Regions from separate parts of the Mus musculus genome. Here region 1 is linked to region 2. The links are chromatin contacts, called in public Hi-C maps. All regions are on one chromosome and are shown on one strand. The core of a region is the stretch at or near the end of the contact, and the rest is flanking DNA. Distances in the headings are between cores, read along the strand shown.

The links. Hi-C and Micro-C count contacts between places; a contact is called where the count stands out from the background.
Region 1: a Hi-C map of bone marrow-derived macrophages shows a contact between it and region 2, with 2.4 times the contacts expected there. The contact joins two enhancer-like sites. A contact is called at or near these places in 1 of 15 datasets of contacts at CTCF or cohesin (the NIH/3T3 cell line), 8 of 484 Hi-C or Micro-C datasets (adipose-derived mesenchymal stem cells, bone marrow-derived macrophages, brain and 4 more) and 2 of 115 datasets of contacts at active chromatin or transcription factors (the NIH/3T3 cell line and embryonic fibroblasts).

Annotation. Positions count from the first base shown.
Region 1 is chr1:159,886,012-159,891,849 of GRCm38.p6, forward strand. It overlaps Tnr (tenascin R), which reads left to right. Exons shown (of 23, transcript NM_022312.3): 11 at 46-309; 12 at 859-1,128; 13 at 2,246-2,365; 14 at 3,273-3,419. Among named protein-coding and RNA genes, the nearest start is that of Gm31348, 100 kb to the left of the region's middle. Within about 2 kb of position 3,585, at least 113 of the 459 cell types and tissues checked have an H3K27ac peak or open chromatin away from gene starts, as enhancers often do. A contact at or near this core is called in bone marrow-derived macrophages, where this site is marked.
Region 2 is chr1:159,286,702-159,292,396 of GRCm38.p6, forward strand. Cop1 (COP1, E3 ubiquitin ligase) reads left to right here. Exons shown (of 20, transcript NM_011931.4): 11 at 2,204-2,339. Among named protein-coding and RNA genes, the nearest start is that of Mir1843b, 51 kb to the right of the region's middle. Within about 2 kb of position 3,995, at least 2 of the 459 cell types and tissues checked have an H3K27ac peak or open chromatin away from gene starts, as enhancers often do. A contact at or near this core is called in bone marrow-derived macrophages, where this site is marked.

The DNA.
Region 1 (5,838 bases), core at 2,335-4,834, 600 kb after region 2:
GAATGAATGAATAAATGAATGAATGAACCTTATTTTAATCCTCAGAACTTGACAGTCCCCGAGACCTCATGGTAACAGCCTCCTCAGAGACCTCTATCTCTCTCATCTGGACCAAGGCCAGTGGTCCCATTGATCACTACAGAATTACTTTTACCCCATCTTCTGGGATCTCCTCCGAAGTCACTGTGCCCAGGGATAGGACTTCATACACACTAACAGATCTAGAGCCTGGAGCAGAATACATTATCTCCATCACTGCTGAGAGGGGTCGGCAGCAGAGCCTGGAGTCTACTGTGGATGCCTTCACAGGTACCAGGGGAGCAGACGTCTCAGTGAGGTCCCCGAGTAATTAGATCTTAACATGAGGTGATTCAGATGTCCCAGTCTTCCAAAAGAGAAAATTAAGAGATGTGTAAGGGGAGGGGATGGAGCAGGGACTAATATATGCATGAAAAGAAAATGTTTGAGAGTAAAGGGAAAGAATAAGCAAAGATCTGAAATTTTATGTCAGATTGTTATAGCCTAGACACAGGAGCTAATTCATCTATTTCTCCTTTCCTGCATTAAATTAGTGGTAAGGCTAAAGCTCTCTGTCACATTTTTCCAAGTTAGAGGTTTTAAAATCCGGGACCCATATTATGAATATTTCACAGAGCTGCTTCTAGTTTTATTAGACTGCACTATTCAGTAGATGGCTAAGTAGCCTAGCCTGGACTGGAGTGGGAGAGGAGGTAGGACCTCTGAGCCAGCAGGTGAAAGTATAGCCCATATCAGCATAGAGGGAGATCAAGCATCTCTGCCCAATGGCCTGCTACCAACACATGTGTTTCAGAGCTGCCAATCTTTTCTACTTTGCAGGCTTCCGCCCTATCTCCCATTTGCACTTTTCTCATGTGACCTCCTCCAGTGTCAATATCACCTGGAGTGACCCATCTCCCCCAGCAGACAGACTCATTCTGAACTACAGCCCCAGGGACAAAGAGGAAGACATGTTGGAGGTCCTCTTGGATGCCACCAAGAGGCACGCTGTCTTGATGGGTCTACAGCCAGCCACTGAATATATAGTGAACCTTGTAGCTGTCCATGGGACGGTAACCTCTGAACCCATAGTGGGTTCTATCACTACAGGTGAGGCTGGAGATGTTGATCAAGAGGGTTCTCACTTCAGCTTTTGACAAGCCAATGCAATCTAAAATGACAAACTTTCAAGAAATAGCAGAATGAGCCTATAGCTAGAGACTTCTGTGAGTTATTCTGTAGCAGGTACTTCTTTCAGCATTGCATAAGAGACATATGATGAGAAACATCCATTTGCAAAGTAGGACAGGCCCAGTGCTCTGCATGCCCAAGTCTTGAATGCATTGGTTCTAGATTTGCCAATCTAGGAAAAAGGCCCGGAAAAAGCTTGTCTCCAAGGGATTCTTTCTAAGTAAAAAGATGATATTTCTATTCTGGAGAGCCATCTCTTGACAGCCTAATAAATGATTCTTCCTCAGAATCAACATAGAGCTAGCATGTAACCATGTAGCTACCTGGCATTCAGAGATAGGAGCTGATTTGCACATTGGAAGACATAGAACTTTGAGATGAATTGGGCCATTTCCCTTTGGTCATTTGCAAATGCAATCCCAAATATGATACATTTGTATATAAAAACACCTATAATTAGATAGTTCCCTACATACTGACAAGAACTCACAAACTGGAAAAGTATGTTAAGTAGTCAGCGAATTTGACCCCACAGTTTAAATGCACCATAATTATGCACCATAAATAAAATATAACTTAGGAAAGTATATTCGTTTAGGATTTGTGCTCTGAAATCTCTCTACAGTTAATGGGCAGTTTTTTTCCAAGTTGAACCAAAAGTAGCTGCTAAAAACTAAGAAAGAGTAGCAGAGTTAGGTCTTTGCAAGAGAAGTTTCCCTTAGAGAAGATAATTATATGATCCTCTATTTGAAATAAAACACACAAACTTAAAAGGAAGTTTCTGGTTGGTCTAGATGGTAGTAGCTGTGGCACAGAAGTGTAGATCTTGCCAATTTAGCTTCCTGACTTTGGCCATAGCTACAATGTTATAAGTGTGACATCACACAGACTGTCATGTTAGGGATGCCCAGTTAGTTATGTAGGGTCATGCCTGCCTGAGGGACACTAGTGGATCAACAGAAATCTAGAAATAGATAGATATTCCACTTTCAAACTGTGCTTCTGTCTTTTCCCCACAACTCTCTGATCTTTGTAGGAATTGATCCTCCCAAAAACATCACAATTAGCAACGTGACTAAGGACTCCCTGACGGTGTCCTGGAGCTCTCCTGTTGCGCCTTTTGATTACTACCGAGTATCGTACCGACCCACCCAAGGTAATGATATGATTTTGTTTCTCAAACATAAATAAGGCTTGAAGTTGATTAGAGATTATTATGGGTGCATGATCACAACTACACAGCATACACCCTCATACCATACTTCCTCAAAATGAGAGTGTATTGATGAAGAACAACAGAGAAACCATGAGTTCACCAACTTCTCTCAAAATAGGCTCTCAAAATATCATCAAGAGAGCCAAACACTTTACCATGGGAAATAACTGGACACCGTTAGCTAGGCTGCGCAATGAAAAACAATGAAGTGAGGCCTAGATGGCTTTACCAAGAGCCAGTGCTACACATACTATGCTGAGCATAAAGTCTAAGACTAGAATCCTGGATATGGATAAAGACCCAGCAGAGCCACATGGAGCCCTGAAGGGAACCACAGTGATCCTAATTCTGCCATTGTAGCCAATGTATGAGTCAGAGAAGTTGGCCGAGAGCTTGCCTGCATACTGCCAGTTCTTGCTGGTATATGAGGCATTGTTAACAAAGTAGAGAGAATGTTCACTTCCAGCCAGAGGTAGGACAGTTTTCCAGGCTACCTTTCTCTGGGCTGCATAGGGCACTTTTTGCGGTGGCTCTGCCCACTCCACTTCCACTATACTGATATGCCCGCCTCAGAGAAGACCGGTCTGATAGAAACCTACATAATAAATAGCTCATTTACTTTTGTTCTAAAAAGCCCATAAGATGAAAGAGTGAGGCCAGCGTATAAGATCTATTTAAACTCCACCATTATCATTTATGAGTCATGTATCTGCCTTCCCTTCCCTATTGCATGCTGAGCCCACACCCATCTGTGCCTCATGACCCACTGTCCCAATGTACACTGAGCCATGGACCCACTGATAAGAGAGCTGTTGAACGTTTAGTGATGGATTTTGTTCTTCCTCAGTGGGACGGCTAGACAGCTCCGTAGTGCCCAACACCGTGACAGAGTTCGCCATCACCAGGCTGTATCCAGCTACTGAATATGAAATAAGCCTCAACAGTGTACGGGGCAGGGAGGAGAGTGAACGCATCTGCACCCTGGTGCACACAGGTAAACATGGCTCCCTTGCTGGGTGTCGGCTCAGGACATAAGCAGCAGCCTTGAAACAAACACAGGAAGCAGAGTGAAATCACTCCAGCGCATACAGTGGATACTGGCTCCGGGGCCTGAGACGCCATTCTTTGGCTCCTCTGACTCACTGTGTCCTTCAGGACAAGTTGTGGTTTCTCTCCCCACAGACTGTTCTTTCTAATTATAGGAGTTTGGTGAGTCACACTTGAGGAGGAGTCTTGCTCGTTCAGGTTCAGAATGTTCATGGAACTTCCTCTACGAAGAGCGCCCTTTCAAAGACGCATGATGGAGACAGATTCCACAGCAAACATTTGAATCATAGGATCTCTTTAAGTCTTGGGGGTTGAGGAAACTTCAGAAAAGCATTGTTATTCCAGTTTCAGGAAACTAGGGGTGGATTATTCATCATATACAGCCACCCCATAGGTGTATTGCCTTTGCTCCAGGGAAAAGGCTCTAAGTCCATCACCTGTATGAAGGCAGTAGAGGTGAAGGTGACCCTTTGTGGCATCCCCAGCTGCTTTCAGGAACACTATGTAGTTCTTGTTCTCCTGTAGGAAATGTCCTCTGTGTCCTCAGGCCCCTTCACAGAAGGAAGGTGGGGAAAAGAGATGGGCTTTAATATGAAAAATAGGGAGGAGAAAGTCTCCTACCATGCCTTTTTTCAGAAAACTGGCTCTTTGGATAAGCCTGAAGATAGGGCTCCTTTTCTGTAACTCCACTAGCCTCCCTTCTCTGGTCCTTAAGCAAGTATATCACATAGGATTAGCACAGATTTGCTCTAGATGGCAGTGGAAGGCACAGCCATCAGTTTCTATCCTCAACATCGAGAACCTTCTAGTTAAACCACAGTTTCCACTACACATAGGAAAACATTCAGCCTGCCTCATTAAGCGAACACCTGGATATCCCAACGCTGCTAAATTTCCCTAGAGATGGTGATTTCTGAAGGAGGAGAGTGTGCCTAAGGAGTCCTCACTGCTTTGTAAATACTCTTACAAGCGCCAAAACATTATCTATTAACACAGTGACCAAAACGTCATTCAGAAACATAAAAAGGTACCTTTCGTAGTCTCCCTCCTTCTGGTAGATGCACTATGTTTTGTCAGTGATCATTAAAGCAGGCAGTGGATAAACATTGACCAGAAGTAATGACCATTCAGCCAAGAAAGCCTGAAAATTCTGCCATATTTTCTCATTGAAAATCATAAAAAGGATTTCGAGAATATCGTGTTCCCAAGATAAGAGTGTTGTGACTCAGCCCAAAAGCTAACTCGTGTGATTCTTGGCCACAGGCAGCAGACATCACAAAAGCAGAAACTCAGCAGCACACCAAGCCACCCTGTCATCTTTCAAGTTAGTCAGACTGGTTCTGGTAACTTCCAGTCACTGTGCCACGCTCAGAAGTGTCTCCGGTTGTTCTTTTCAAGTCATCACAATAATCTTAAAACTTGTAGAATGACAGCTCCTTCAGGAGATGGTACACATCTCAGAAATCATCCAACCATAGACTCTAATAGGAGTTGAATTTAAAGACGTTTTTGAAAGCACAGATTATGAATAAAATTCAAAACACTGAATTGTAAAGTCTTTATTTCTTCTTGTTACTTTGGGATGAGGAACATAAGCAAAAAAAAGGGGGGGGGAGAAAGAAAAGAAAAGATAGCAAACACAGCTCATTTAATCAAAGAACAGAGGTAGGCCGATGGTAGGTCGTGGTTCCCAAACGTAAACTGTATGACTCACATTGAGCTAACGCTTAAACTGTTCCAATGCCATCCATTTTATAAATAAATTCCAACTTCATGAAAAGGAAATACATAAGTAAATCCAAGAGTTACAGAATACATGGGTGAGTAAAATTCATAATTTATTCATGAGCAAACTTTCTTGTCCTGCCTGACAGGCAATCTTGGCTTCCCTGAGTTTATACACCAGCCCCCCAGCCCCCACCCCCACCCCCACCCCCACTCTCTATGCAACAAAAAGGATGCTTAGAACACAGTCCAGAGTAAAGCTTGTGGGTGGTGGTGTAAGAAGTGGCTACGACTCTGTGACCACTGGCACAGGTGCGCGTACACTTCCACCACACTTCCCTGAAGTTCACAGTCAGCGATCTTCCCACAAAACTCACTCTTGCATGTGTGAAAGAACAAATGGGCTGGAAAGCAGGATTATCTCAGGAACTAATGAATCAGAAAATTTTCTATCACTTCTTTACGCCATGTGGATTGAAAGGTTCAAAATACAATAGGGTATTTTGAATGTCCAATTTCCCATCGAACCCGTCAAAGAATTCTGCACACAGTAATTTAATGAATTAATTTAAAAGAAGGACTTAGGGCAATTGGGAGAGAAGTGGATAAGATAGGAGAAAGGGTGCAAAAAAAAAGGTATC
Region 2 (5,695 bases), core at 2,745-5,244:
TAATTATAATTTTAAAAGGAAGTAATGAAAAGTCATTAAGAAAAAGAAAAGGTATTGAAAACACTTCTCTAAACTAATCTGTAATTAAGATGGAGAGGTGGCATGCCAACAGATGTATATAGATGTTGATCTTAACACAGCTGAACCAACAAAATCCAAGCCTTCTTTATAACCAGATAGCAATGACAATTGGTATACATTTAGATGCTAAAATAAGTACCTTTTTTTGTAGGTTTGTTTTGTTTTACATGTATGAATGTTTGGGTACATTCTTCTCTGTACCACTTGTGTGTGCCTGGTGTCTATGGAGGTCAGAAGAGGGCGCCAGATCCTATGTAACTGTAATTATAGATGGTTGTAAACAGAACCAGAACAGAACCCAAGTCATTTGTAGCCAGTGCTTTTAATATCTGAGCCATCTCCAGCTAGGATTGCATTTACACTAGAAACAAATGGTTTTCAGAAGTCTTAAATTAAAAAATTTTTCTGAACAAGTAAAGGACTTGTCATGCCAGTACTTACTATCTTAAATAACTCTTAGTAGAAGGATTACAAATGAAGATACACAGTTTCAATTATCATATCCACAACACTGCAGTAGTTAGTTTTGGTGGCTGCCTGCCCTTGTAACTCAGTTTTATTTATATTCTATTGAACTTTCTCAGTGTAATTTTTCTGGAATATGATCTTATCTCCTTTGGGATAGTGCATGATGGTTAGGTCTTTTTAGAATAAAAACACTACTTATTTGGATCCCTTTAATCCAGGTTGCTAGATGAATTTTGACTGCCTAAATCTGAGCATTTATGAAGTATCTGTCAGAATTTCTTTTTTTAAATAGTTTTTTATTAGATATTTTCTTCATTTACATTTCAAATGCTATCCCGAAAGTCTACTAACCCCACCCCCCGCCCTGCTCTTCAACCCACCCACTCCTGCTTCCTGCCCCTGGCATTCCCCTGTACTGGGGCATATAATCTTCGCAAGACCAAGGGCCTCTCCTCCCAGTGATGGCCAACTAGGCCATCCTCTGCTACAAAAGCAACTAGAGACATAGCTCTGGGGTGTACTGGTTAGTTCATATTGTTCTTCCTCCTGTAGAGTTGCAGACCCCTTTAGCTCCTTGGGTACTTTCTCTAGCCAGAATTTATTTTCTTCAAAAATTTTTTTATTATAATTAGTAGATAAATTTTATCATACCAAATAAGTTTTCAGATATTTAAAAAAATGGTTTGTGTCATCTAGTACTTTTTGCATTTTAATTTTGTCTATCGTTTCTTCAGATAATAAGTTTAAGTAGAATCATGAAAAGTTTATGATGAAAATGCTGTGTGCACATGGATGAGAAAAAAATAAAGTTATAGAAAATACATTAAAATAAATAATTTAACATTTTAATCTCTTAGGGCACTAATGTAAATAATTGTATGTAAATAATTGTATGTTGTAGTTTTTGTTTGTTTTGTGTTTTTAGTTCTTTTGGAAAAGTTTAAAATGCAGATTTCCAACTGCCTTGAAAAATTGAGTATTGTAATTGTGCTTTACTTCAAGCATGCCTCTGTATTAAAGAATAGATAAGTTGACAACTACTTGGTACATTAATGTTACGATTTAAACCTCAGATGGCTTAACTTTAAATAGTTAACTCACAGGGACCTTGTGTGATGTCATTACTGTTGTCTTTGAGAATCACCAGTTTATACATTACAGTTTTGTACCTATGACTGAGAATAGGAATTAAAATAATTCAATTATTTACCTAATATGTACTGTATAATTTTGCTTTGATCATAAATGTGGAATAAGTATACATCCCTCTAAACAAACTTTGTTAAACTAACGAATACCTAACCACATGTAGATCTTCCTCCAGCAGTTACTATCAGTGCTGATGGCTGGGATCTGATTTTAATGAAAGATTTATGTTCATGAGAAGATTTCTCATTGTTTTATTTTCCCTTGAAATCAGTGCTAAAACTAGAGGAGATCGCCTTTATACTTTATTGGAATACAAAGATGTTTCAGTGAATTCCTAGACCATTTTTATTAAAGCTAAAAGATCACCTAATTAATTTGAGCATACTGCTTTTTAAAAAAATCTTCAAAAATACTTTTTATTTAAAAATAATTTTTTAATATGAGGATATTGTTCTTTGCTTCCTTTATAGTGTCATTCATTTAATTTGCTTTTTTTCTGACCCAGATGACAGTAGAACTGCAAGCCAGTTAGATGAATTTCAAGAATGCTTGTCCAAGTTTACTCGATACAACTCAGTAAGACCGTTGGCCACATTGTCTTATGCTAGTGATCTCTATAATGGTTCCAGCATAGTTTCTAGGTAAGTGTTTGCCACTGCTCTTACTGTGTTCTTTTATTAAAAAGTATAAGAAAACTTACTAAATTTGAGAAGCAGCTATAACATGTCTTTGAGTCTTGGAATTTGCAAGCTACATTGCCTCCCAGTTACTCGGAGCTAGCAAATTAGAATGCTCAGTAGCATCCATCTGACAGGAGGTGGCAGTTTCTCTTTATATCTGACGTCTGAGTGTAATGATGGAAGGTGCTCTTTACGTCCTTCCTTCAATTTTGCAAGTCTGTATAGAACTAGTATATTTCTTTCTGAATATTAATGTTTGATTCTCCAGTAAAGCTTTCCATGGAATATAAGAATATGATCAAAGTTCACTCTATAGCTTGTACAACTAGTATACAGTAATAAAAACTTAATTTGAGAGATAGCTGTAGGTAGTCTAAATAAAAATATACAAAGCAGAGACTGACAGTGTATTTTTGAAACATATTCTGGGGCTGGTGGTACAAAACAGCAAATGATTGCTTGCCTTAAAAGCAGAGATGAACCTGAGTCTGATACCCAGAGCCCATGTGAAATAAAGGCCAGGCATAGTAGTGCTCGCTTGTTATGCTCATGCTGTTGAGGGAGATCTTCGAGCTACTGCCTTGTTTTGTAGGCCTCAAAAGAAGATAGACAGTACTTGAAGAATGGCATTCAAAGTTGACCTCTGACTTTTGCATGCAGATATGCTCATGTGCACACATGTGCCTGTGCTTACAAACAGCCAGGGCTACAGAGAAACCCTGTCTCGGGAAAAAAAAAAAAAAAAAAACAAACTTCTCACTATATACAATTTTCCATTTCATAAAATAATGAACATTGTAAAACCACCAGGCTGTATTACATTTAGCCTATTTTCAGTAGACATTCAAAGAGATGATTTACATTTAAATATTTTACATTACAATTTTACAAATTAAGTAGATGTACTTAATTGTTACGGTTAATTAGCCTTTTTTATTTTCTCCCAATTATATCAAATTAACATTTCTTAATGAAATATTTCCAAATTTTTAAGTTTATTATACCCACAGAAGAAATGAAGACTAATAGGTAGCAAGAAAGAAAGAAGGAGCTTTGAGACTTTCATAATTTTAGTGACTCCTTTTTGTACTTTGAAGGATATTGGTAATTCATTCTAAGCTTTGATTTCTTCTAATGAAATGGGCTTAAAAAACACTAAAACAATGTTGGCCAGAACAAATTATTAATATTATTACCATAAAATTGCATAATATCTGTGCCAATTACCTTATTGCACTGAAACTAGATTTTCTGAAAAGAAAAATACTAAACTGAATAAATCTCCTGTTTTCTTTGCTTATGTGGATATTATACCAGATCCATTAGTCCACAAGGTGGCAGCATTTATTTGTGCTATCTCTCATGTTTTGTGCAATCTCTTCTGTTAGATAGTTGACAAGGTTGGAATTGGGTGGCTGGTCCAGATTTATTCTCTTGATTATTATATGGTCTTAATAACAACAACTTATGGAAAAACACTTCCTACTTTTTCCTTAAATATGGTAGTTACACCACATTTTAAAAAAAGATTTATTGATTTATTATATGAAAGTACACTGTGGCTGTCTTCAGATACTCCAGAAGAGGGAGTCAGATCTTATTATGGATGGTTGTGAGCCACCATGTGGTTGCTGGGATTTGAACTCGGGACTTTTGGAAGAGCAGTCGGTGCTCTTAACCACTGAGCCATCTCTCCAGCCCAGTCACACCACATTTTACATGTTGTTTTCTGTGCCATCAGAGAGGATTGGTTTGAAATTGCATATTTTAAACTATCTCAGTGTATAGTAGTGCTGCTTCATGAATTTCTGATTTGAATTTTACATCCCTGTACATAGTACAGTGGTTGTTAACCTTCTTAATATCATGACCCTTTGATGCAGCTCCTCATGCTGTGGATTATTATTTTTGCTACTTCATATTTAGTTTAAGATACTGTGGTCAATCCTATTTTATAGGAGAGGAAGTTGAAATAAGGGGAAGTATGACTAGGCTAGGATCAACACACTGTGCTGTGGATAGAACTTAGATTTGAACACCCCCACCCCCCCCACCCCCCCGCACCTTTATGGTGCTCGGTTGCTCACATCAGGGCCCAGGGACTAAAGTTTCAAGTGAGATACTGGTAAAAATACAAAGTAGTGCATTTTTTAGGTCCTTTATGCTCCTGTTTCTATCTTTTCTAACTGGCATTTCATAATGAATGTTTTAGAGTTTCAATTTAATATTTATACTGTGTGGTGTTCAACTAGTTGCTAAAACTATTGGAATTGAACTTTGTTTTATAGTAGATGTTTACAAAGATTGTTTTTGATAACCTTCAGTGTTCACCCAGAGTAATATTGTAATGTATTATTTATTGAAGAATGCTTATGAGTTTTAAAATTTGCTTAGTAGATGTCGTGATTAGGATTTTATTGCTATGAAGAGACACCATGAGCATGGCAGCTCTTATAAAGGCAAATATTTCATTGACACTGGCTTATAGTTTCAGAGGTACAGTTTAATAGGGACTGGGGTAATTGCTGTTGTAGGCCTGACCATGTTTTTGTTTAGAGTGTGGATTTTGGGACTTTGTAAAGCAGAGGAATACTTTAAGTGTGAATTATTGGGCCCTACTAGTAGAAGCATGGAAGACACTGGTGCTGGGGTGATTAGATCTTGATAGGCATGGCTCAAGAAATTTCAGAGGAGAAGAATTTTAGTATGTAACAACCTAGAGATTTTTGTGCTATTTTGGTGAAGAATACAGCTGATTTTTGCTCTCATCTGAAGAGGTAAAGAGATTTGGATTAATTTCATTGACAAAGGAAGTCAAAAAAAGTCCAGCATAGACTTTGCCCTCTGCTTTACTTTCATGAAGAACATTTTGATCAAGCATAGTAAGCTTAGAAAGGAAAAATACAAAATATATGGTTGAAAGATTAAAGCCGTACCAGAAAGTAAACTGGAGCTAAATCCTGTGTTCAAGGATATTAAATGGCATGAAGGGCGTGGTGACTAAAGGGCAAGATCCCTTGCAGGTAAGCTTATTGTTTGTGTGCTTGCATTGAATAAGGGATAGTTATATCATGTTAGGCTTTATTTTGACCTGGTTATTGTTTTCGTTTGGACTTTTAATCAGGAAGGAACTACAATCTAAAAATGAAGGAGACATCTGTGCTAGGCTCTTGAGGTCTAGTCACCATGAACATCTTAGGTCCAGGAATGGTGGTACATGCCTTTAATTCCAAGGTCAGAGTCAAACAGATTCCTTGAGTCCCAGGTCAGCCTGGAAGTGAGCAAGGTCCAAGTTAGAAAAGCTTACTTAGTACACA